Regions from separate parts of the Zea mays genome. Here regions 1 and 3 are each linked to region 2. A link is a contact called in public Hi-C data. All regions are on one chromosome and are shown on one strand. Each heading gives the region's core, a stretch centred on a gene start, on an enhancer-like site or on the middle of the called end of the contact. The rest is flanking DNA. Distances are from core to core; before and after follow the strand shown.

Region 1 (2,959 bases), core at 420-2,919, 240 kb before region 2:
TAGCATCGACGGTTCGCCAGAACGCGACCAAAGCATGCGAGGCAGCGCGCGGGCGTCTGTCGGGGAGGAGGCATCGTGTGAGTGGAGGGGGAGGCGGGGGCACGTATACGGTCTACACTATCGTCTTAATAGATAGTATAGATGGCGAGCGCGAACCAAAAATTGTGCCCTGCTATGCTGTCAACTTCAAAACCGAAAACACACAACTAGATAGAGAACAAACGAATCTTGTTCCGAGACCGGAATCAAGCCAAATTACACGATCCAAAACATAAACTCAGCAGAGGTGTCTTGAGCTGTGTGTTCGAGTGCGTCTAAGACGGTAAATGTAAAAAAACTTAAAACACGTATCTTGACGAAGATACTGTGTCTTGGCTCTATACACGAGTCAGTGGACTAGTTGATTGGCCAATATGCTCTGATTGATACAATGGATATAGTAAAACACATGATTTAGACACACCGACTGTATCATATCGTGTTTAAGATGTATCTTATGCTTGGAATATCGTGCGGCAGTATCATACATGCCCTAATCCCTCTATCATAAATTAGACCATGTTTAGGAGAGCTTCACTTCAAAAATTTCAGCTCTATATTAGTTTTTTCTATCGAAATAGGTCAAGCTCCACGAGCTCTAGCTTAAAAAAAACTAAAGACTAATTTTATGAAATTTTCGAAGCTCCTCAAATGGTGCTCGAAAAACACTCTTATACCATGTCTTATCAATTCGTTGAAGTTGTTTTATGGTGAAGCTGTAATTTTTTGAAATAAAACCCTCCTAAACATGACCTTAGTATTCGTTCTACCTAAATTTAAGTTTATATATAAAATACATACATCAACTGTTATACGAATTCATTAGAAATATCTGGTATGGGCCTATGCGAGTGTTCCATCCGCATCCGCTGCAGAAAGAAGGAAACCGAACCCGTCTATCTCTATGGGCTCTGGTACTTCCTTGGTGTCTTCTGGAATCAATAAATATCTACAAGTACCAGCGAGCACCGTGTGGTGGATTCAGTTATTCAATAATAATGCAGTGCAGCGTGCAAACGTCGGCGCCAGGCGTCGCGTAGCTGCGATGGCACGTCCCCGCCGCATCAGCACAAAATGCAAATGGCACGTCGAGCCCGCGCGACGACAACTGTACCTGTACTGACGCGAGCCGCGGCGCAACCGCCAGCTCATTCGTCCCACTCGCTCCTGCACGGCGCACGGTCGATGACGGCCAGGAGTACATGCAAATGCAGGAATATTAGTAGTACACAGAACCAGCTGGCATCTTCATAAAAACCACATCAGCGAGAACAATAATATGGTGTGGAATTATGTTTTTACGATGGACCAACTCGCATAAATAAATATATTTTATGAAGGGCTCCTGCAATTTATTTTCACAAGTTTATTTAGGGCTAAATCCAAGTACCCACCCATGACCAATGCCATGCTTTTGCACAATGTAAAGAAATTCACTCGCCTGTGCACGATCCGTTGGAGAAGAAAAGTAAGCGCAGAGGGTTTGCGAACGTTGCGACGTCCCCCACCGGGCCCGCGCCTCCCGGCCCACGTCAGCGAGCCGCGCCAACCGTTGACTCCACCCGCGGCCGCGTCGAAACCATCAAACCACCCCCGATAAAAACCGCAGTCGCCCGCTGCCCAAAGGCCAAGAGCCCCCCAAAAAGATCCAGCCGCCGCGCGCCGCGGCCCCTGACCCTGAGCCTGTGAGGGAACGCAGAAGAGGGTTTCCGTGCCGCGCCACACGACCCCCCCCGGCGGGCGATGGACACCGACCACGGCGGCGCGTCGGCCGCGGGCATGGACGAGGCGGAGGCGGCCTTCTTCGCGCGCGGGGGCCGGCGGTGCTGCTGCTTCCCCTGGCCCGCCGCCGCCTCCTCCTCCTCCTCCCACCAGCGGGTCGGCGGCGCCGCGGCGGCGGCGGCGGCGGCGGCGGAGGAGACCTGGTGGCAGCGCGCGGTGGACGCGGTGCTCAAGGTGCGCGAGTGGTCGGAGCTGGTGGCCGGCCCGCGGTGGAAGACCTTCATCCGGCGGTTCGGCCGCAGCGGCCCGCCCGCGCGGCCGCACCACCACCACTTCGGCGGCCGCAAGCTCAACTACGACGCGCTCAGCTACGCGCTCAACTTCGACGAGGGCCACGGCGCCAGCCCCGAGGGCGACTACACCGGCTACCGCGACTTCTCCGCGCGCTTCGTCGGACCGCCTGCCTCCGCCAAGTCGTCCATGGACCTCGGCGGCCGCGACGCGCCGCCGCTCTTCGGCCCGCCGCCGCTGCCGCCCCACGACGGAGCCGGCCGCGCCTGACCGCCACATCGGTCGTCGGACCGGAGCAGGGGAAGGAACGCTGATTGAGTGGTCAAAGGAAAGGTGTCCAAAGTATCTCAGGAAAAAAAATGGTGACCGGTTCGGGTGGATTTGAGGATTCCGCGGGCGTCCCGGTGAGAATGGTGAGCGAGATCGCTGCTACAATTCCTTCCTCCCCCTAGTCCCCTTCGTCCGTTCGGTTGATTGATTGGTTTAGCCACTGTAAAAATGAGATTGCTACTGCTGCTACTACTACATTCGTTGTCATGTTACCTGCTGCTGTAATGAATCCGTTCACCCTGTACTCCGTACCAATTTTGTCCCAACATTGAAACGAGGTGCACAAACCTTTGCGATTTTCCTTCTGGCATGTCGTGATCGCGCGCCAGTTAGCATTGTTTGCTTCCAAGCCTAGGGAGTTGGGCCGGAAACTTGCATGATTAGCCAGAGCAAGCAACAGAATCCGAATTCTAAACTCTAGGTGCGAAAGCTTTGCCGTGTTGCCAGCTGTGACTGATTGCGACGCACGGATGGGAAAACCTTGCATGGAGGCGTTCTTCTTCTGGACGCTTTAATACTGCGCCCGTGCGCATCGTGGTTTCTGGTCCAACAAGTAAACCGCAGGCCAACAATGACC
Region 2 (2,885 bases), core at 88-2,587:
TTGGCGAGAGACGGAAGGAAGGAGACAGCGGCGGCGAGCGGATCGCAAAGCAGGTCTGCTGACATTGCGGCTACCAAATCCTAACGATGTGCGTCGCGGGTTTGGAGGCAGGCAACGCGTGGGGGGGGGGGGGGGGGGGGGGGGGGGGTGTCGCGTCTTCACGAGCATGGCGTCGTCTTTGGCAGACTTCGCGCAGGTGTTGGAGGCGTCGCGACTTCACGAGCATGGTGTCACCTCCGGCGGGCTTCGCTCAGGTGCTGGGGGCATCGCGACTTCGCGAGCAAGGCATAATCTCCGGCGGGCGTCATGTGTGGGCGGGCAGGCAAAGGCAACACGAGGTGGAGCGTGGCATCCCTAGCATCGCGGGATGCGAGAGAAGCAATGGTGGCTGCACTTCGAGAATTATGGGCTATAAGGGAGGCGGGGGCGGGTGCATGGGGCCGTGGATGCCCTCCTTAGGTAGTGTTTGGTTGAGGAGCCAAGTAGAATGGAGTCGTTCCATCCCTGATTCTAGGAACGGAGCCGCTCTGTTTTGTGTTTGGTAATCTGGAATGGAGCGGCTCTGTTTTTTGTTTGGTTGCAGAGTGAACGGAACGGAGCGTGACTGTGAGAGCGAGATAGGAACGGAGCGGCTCCGTCCAGTTGATTTTTTGGAGCAGAATGGTTCCGGATCTGAGGAGAATATTCCCTAATTGAAGCCATTTCGTTTTAGTTACTTTGTAACCAAACAACAACAAAACTAGGACAGAACGGCTCCGTTCTACTTGGTTCTTTAACCAAACACTACTTTAGCTTTTTAATAGAGTAGTATAGATATAGAACTTAATTATAAAACTAATTATAAATATAAGAACTAAACGACATGACGAATCTATTAATTCTAATTAGTCCATGATTCACACATGTGATGCTACACAACCTGTTGGCTTGGTTTTAATTCATACTGGCTTGTACTACTTCTACAATATTTTTATCTTTATAAATTGCAGCTGCAACTGACTTTAATCTGAAGCGAAATATTTAATAATTATAGATTAATTATGTTTGAAAGTTTTTCTCAACATTTAGTCTTCATATATATATATATATAATTAATTTTGTAATTAGACTATAACCAAATAAACCTAACGAAAAGAGCCGTTACCATGTAGAGCCGTCATTTCCTATCGTTTGAATTCGAAACCGCACCCGAACGTGGAGTTGTCTGCTGCGATGCATGCCTGCATCTGGGGCACCACCCTCCTCCCCAACGTCCATGGACCACGTTTGCAGACAATGCCTAACGCACCCATGACCCACCAAAGGAACGGTAGATCGAGCAATGAATCAGTAAAATCTACGGGGCAGATGCACCGTGCGCATAGACCAGGTTCGTCGACTCTTGACAGGCTCGTTACGGCTCCATTCAGTGACCGGTCTGCGTTAAGACTTCAGTAATCGGGCCGCACCTCACGCGACGCCCTAGTTTTTCGAAATCCTCCGAGCGGCCGCTTCTCGCTCTCACCCGTTCGCCGTTCCGCTCGTCTCTCTCTTCCTCCCCCGCTCTCTCTCTCCCCTCGAGGGGGCGATCGACCCAAGCCTAGCTAAGCTCGCCGCATCCTAAATCCGCAAGCAACGTGCAGCTCGCCGTTGTATGTCGCAGGGCGTCGCCAATCCGGCTCGATCCGCCGGTTTAAGGTGAGTTTTTCTTTTGGGGGAGATTTTAGGGTATTCTCTGGTGTTGTCTATTCAGTCTGGCGAAATCATGATCAGGGTTCCGATGGAGACCTCGGAGGCGGCGGCCGCGCATCCGCAGAAGGACAGTGTGAAGGTGGCCGTCAACATAAGGCCGCTCATCACGGTGGAGCTGCAGGATGGCTGCACGGATTGCGTCACCGTCACGCCGGGCGAACCTCAGGTACCGATCTGGTAGTGTCTGATTGGTTTGGTCTGGGACTTGGGATTGATGAGTTCATCAGCATCGCTTGGATAAAAAAATGGACGGGGTGTACATTGACGCTGAAGCTCTTCGGATTTATGCTCAGGACCATCGTATTTGCTGATTTCGCGACTCTTCTATAGTATTATATAATTTCGTAGCAGAAATTACAATATACTTGTTGAATCAGATTCTGAACGTATATAAGCTCAGCATATGCCTCTTTGTCAGGGTGTTCATTTTTTGAAATGGCTAGCAAGTTCAAACATATGATCATTTGTTTCTGTGTTGTTTCAGGTTCAAATTGGGCCCCACGTATTCACCTTTGATCACGTCTATGGCAGCTCGGGCCCTTCATCATCATTAATATTTGAGCAATGCGTGCACCCCTTGATCGATGCATTGTTCAGCGGATACAATGCCACTGTTCTAGCATATGGCCAGGTGCAATTCTTTTGTGTGATGAAGTTTGTTTTGTTAGAGGACTGTCTTGATGATTATTTTGTTACTGAAGTCGTTTTCCTTTGACAACTGTAGACCGGTTCTGGCAAGACATACACAATGGGTACTGACTATAGTGGTGAAGGGAACTGCGGAGGGATAATTCCTCAAGTTATGGATACAATATTTAGAAAAGTTGACACCTCAAAGGATGGCTCAGAGTTTTTAATTAGAGTATCTTTTATTGAGGTGAGATACCTAGTGGCACTTGTCTCTTTCTTTTTTGTACCAGCATCTCTTAGCTTGTTATCATTGCGTGCTGTGCTGCTATGGATTTCAGATATTCAAGGAAGATGTTTTTGATTTGCTCGATGCAAATCAAGCTGCTGTAAGACTTGATGCAGGTTCTATGGCAAAAGCATCAGCACCTGGCAGAGTGCCGATTCAAATCCGAGAGACTGCAACTGGAGGCATAACCCTTGCTGGTGTCACAGAGGCTGAGGTGAAGTCAAAAGAAGAAATGGCA
Region 3 (2,821 bases), core at 135-2,634, 130 kb after region 2:
GATCCAGATGCCACTTCATTTGGCAGCACAAACTCGGTGCTTTCTTTTTTTCTGCTATGGCATGATGCCCTCCCTGCTACTACCACGGACCCAAATGCGGCGGCCTTGTTAGCAGCATCAGGCTGGAATGATGGAGCTGATCAGCTGCAATTGGCATCCGATGCTAATATATGATGTGACATGCTCCCCGTCTCACTGATCGGGTCAGTGCTCTGCAACTAATCTGCTGCACCTGAAGAAGAAAGCATAGCGGGATGAAAAAAAAGACATGGCTGTCAGCAGCAGCAGCCTACCGAAAAGAGTGTGAATGGTTAATAACTCGGAGCACCTCTAGTGACAGTGACGCTTTAGAATATCTCATTGATGGATGCATTGGAGCATGTACTGAAAAAACCAGGACTGAAAATGATGGTCCTCGCAGAGGATGGAGAAGGAGACCCTGCAGTCTGCACGCAGGACGGACAGTCTCAGTGCTAGTTCAAAGGCAGATTGCCAGGATGAGATTTCAGTTCAACCTCGTCGTTGAGCTACTCCCTTCGTTTCTTTTTAGTTGTCGCTGAATAGTTTAATTTTGCACTATCCAGTGACAACTAAAACGAAACGGAGGGAGTACAAGGTTCACTCTCCTCGACCCCTCACCATCTCTGCGAAATGGAATGGAGAAGTGGAGGATTCTTGGGAGCGTCTAGGCAGTCTGTACCTTTACAGCGACCACTTGTCTGACCGCAGTATTTCTCACTAAACAGCAGAGATTGCCACATCAACCGTCTAATCATGAAACCGATGGATGGAGATTGAATTGTCGATGTCTGGAAGTAACTGAACCTTGTGTACACAGTCATGGTTCACATACCAGGTCCTGCATAGAATGGTTTTCCTTATGCATCTGAGCATCTTCAAGTGACAAGTGGGCTATTTGGCACAAGTCACTGTCAGCCTCAGGAGGTTGATCAGCTAAGCTATGACAAGTCAGGTCTCCGATGTGCAAAGTGGAAAGCACCATCGCAATGCGCAGCGGTGTCCCCTCCAAATCAAGAGAGGTGTAGTCACATACTTTGCACGCATAGAATGCTGCTAAGCCTGAGGGCTGAGGCGTACGCCATGCCAACGATTCGATTATCCTTCTGTGTGACCTTCTGCAAGCACATGTTGTTGAGTATAGTGACTGACGTAGACTAGGAACGGTCAGGACAGGCCTAGAGACGTCATTCAGTAGTAAACACAGTGCAGTGCTGGTGGACTGTATATTTCAATCAGACAAACAATGGTAGGGCAGCAGTATCGCTTCTAAACAAATGGAACGTCACGATGCGCAAACCAACTGACAAAAACACTCCAGTCTGTGAAACAGTGGAACCCTGAATCAATCCAGCCCAATCCGGCCTGCACGGCCCGCCTCGAACCGGGCCGACACTCCTCATCTTCCCCGGTTCGGCACTTCGGCTCGTCCTCCTCGCGGCGAAACCCTAGCCCGCCCCCCATGGACGATCCCTCCTCCGCCTCCAACAAGCACAAGCGCAAGCGGGGGCGCAAGCCCAAGGCGTCGCCGCCCTTCCCCGACCGCTCCTCCCCCTCTCCCTCGGCCGCCCCCGCTCCGGCTGGGCGTCGTGGCCGCAAGCCGCGACGTCACGAGGCCCCCGCCGACGCGGACGCCACGCGTCCGCCGTCCCCGCCCCGCCGCGGGGAGCCGAAGCCGGTGGCAAACGGAGGCGATGTGGTGGCAGTGGCGGAGTCAGGCCCCGCGAGCTGGGATGAGGTGGTGAGGGTAGTGCCGTGCATGGACGCTGTGGTCAAGGTGTTCTGCGTGCACACGGAGCCCAACTTCTCGCTGCCGTGGCAGCGGAAGCGGCAGTACAGCTCCAGCAGCAGCGGATTTATCATCGGCGGCCGCCGTGTCCTCACCAATGCTCACTCCGTGGAGCACTATACCCAGGTTAAGCTTAAGAAGCGCGGCTCCGACACCAAGTACCTTGCCACCGTCCTGGCCATCGGCACAGAGTGCGACATTGGTGCGCCCGCTCTCCCCATCCCTGCCACTGTCTCCATTGTTTATTTCTTACTCTTAGTTTTTTTTCTTCTTATTGTGATGTTGGGTTTGTCCATTGTAGTCGTGAAAATCGGATGCATAGTAATTTCTATATTGTTTTCTTGGAGAAATACACCAAGATCATTTTTTATGGTATCTATGAAACTTCTGAGGTTATAGCATCGTTTGAGTTATGGCATGGTACTTATCATACAGTTGATTTTTCATGTTGCTTATGCAATCTAATTTGATATTATTCGTTTGTTCTATCTGTCTCAGCGCTCTTAACTGTCAATGACGATGAATTCTGGGAAGGAGTTTCACCTGTTGAGTTTGGAACATTACCAGCCCTTCAGGATGCAGTTACTGTTGTTGGTTATCCAATTGGAGGAGATACCATATCCGTGACAAGTGGAGTGGTCTCTAGGATAGAAATACTTTCATACGTTCATGGTTCTACAGAACTTCTAGGATTGCAGGTACATTTTTTTTCCTGAAATTATGATAACTTCAAATAAATCTTTTTATAAAGATAGATGTTGCAAGTGAAGTAACTATTTTGAGAAACCATGACTTATCGGCTCACCGACGTGTCTAATACGGGCCTTGTCTTGTTGATAGATAGATGCAGCTATTAATTCAGGAAATTCAGGTGGCCCAGCTTTTAATGATAGGGGAAAATGTGTCGGTATAGCTTTTCAGTCTCTTAAACATGAAGATGCGGAGAACATAGGTTATGTGATACCGACTCCAGTTATTACACATTTCATTGAGGACTACAAAAAATCTGGAGAA

Evidence for each region. Hi-C and Micro-C count contacts between places; a contact is called where the count stands out from the background.
Region 1: a contact with region 2 is called in a Hi-C map of tassel, with 5 times the contacts expected there. The contact joins the promoter of LOC100278901 here to the promoter of LOC103627710 in region 2. A contact is called at or near these places in 4 of 25 Hi-C or Micro-C datasets (ear, leaf, tassel and 1 more).
Region 3: a contact with region 2 is called in a Hi-C map of endosperm, with 4 times the contacts expected there. The contact joins the promoter of LOC100381831 here to the promoter of LOC103627710 in region 2. A contact is called at or near these places in 6 of 25 Hi-C or Micro-C datasets (bundle sheath, ear, endosperm and 2 more).

What each region holds. Positions count from the first base shown.
Region 1 is chr5:214,786,968-214,789,926 of Zm-B73-REFERENCE-NAM-5.0, reverse strand. It overlaps LOC100278901, which reads left to right and starts at 1,669. Exons shown (of 1, transcript NM_001152028.2): 1 at 1,669-2,680. The coding sequence starts at 1,783. The coding sequence ends at 2,322.
Region 2 is chr5:214,542,288-214,545,172 of Zm-B73-REFERENCE-NAM-5.0, reverse strand. LOC103627710 (kinesin-like protein KIN-4C) reads left to right here and starts at 1,337. Exons shown (of 27, transcript XM_020538690.1): 1 at 1,337-1,677; 2 at 1,753-1,897; 3 at 2,216-2,362; 4 at 2,456-2,608; 5 at 2,700-2,885. The coding sequence starts at 1,634.
Region 3 is chr5:214,412,378-214,415,198 of Zm-B73-REFERENCE-NAM-5.0, reverse strand. LOC100381831 (Protease Do-like 9) reads left to right here and starts at 1,384. Exons shown (of 9, transcript NM_001174625.2): 1 at 1,384-2,009; 2 at 2,306-2,505; 3 at 2,648-2,821. The coding sequence starts at 1,481.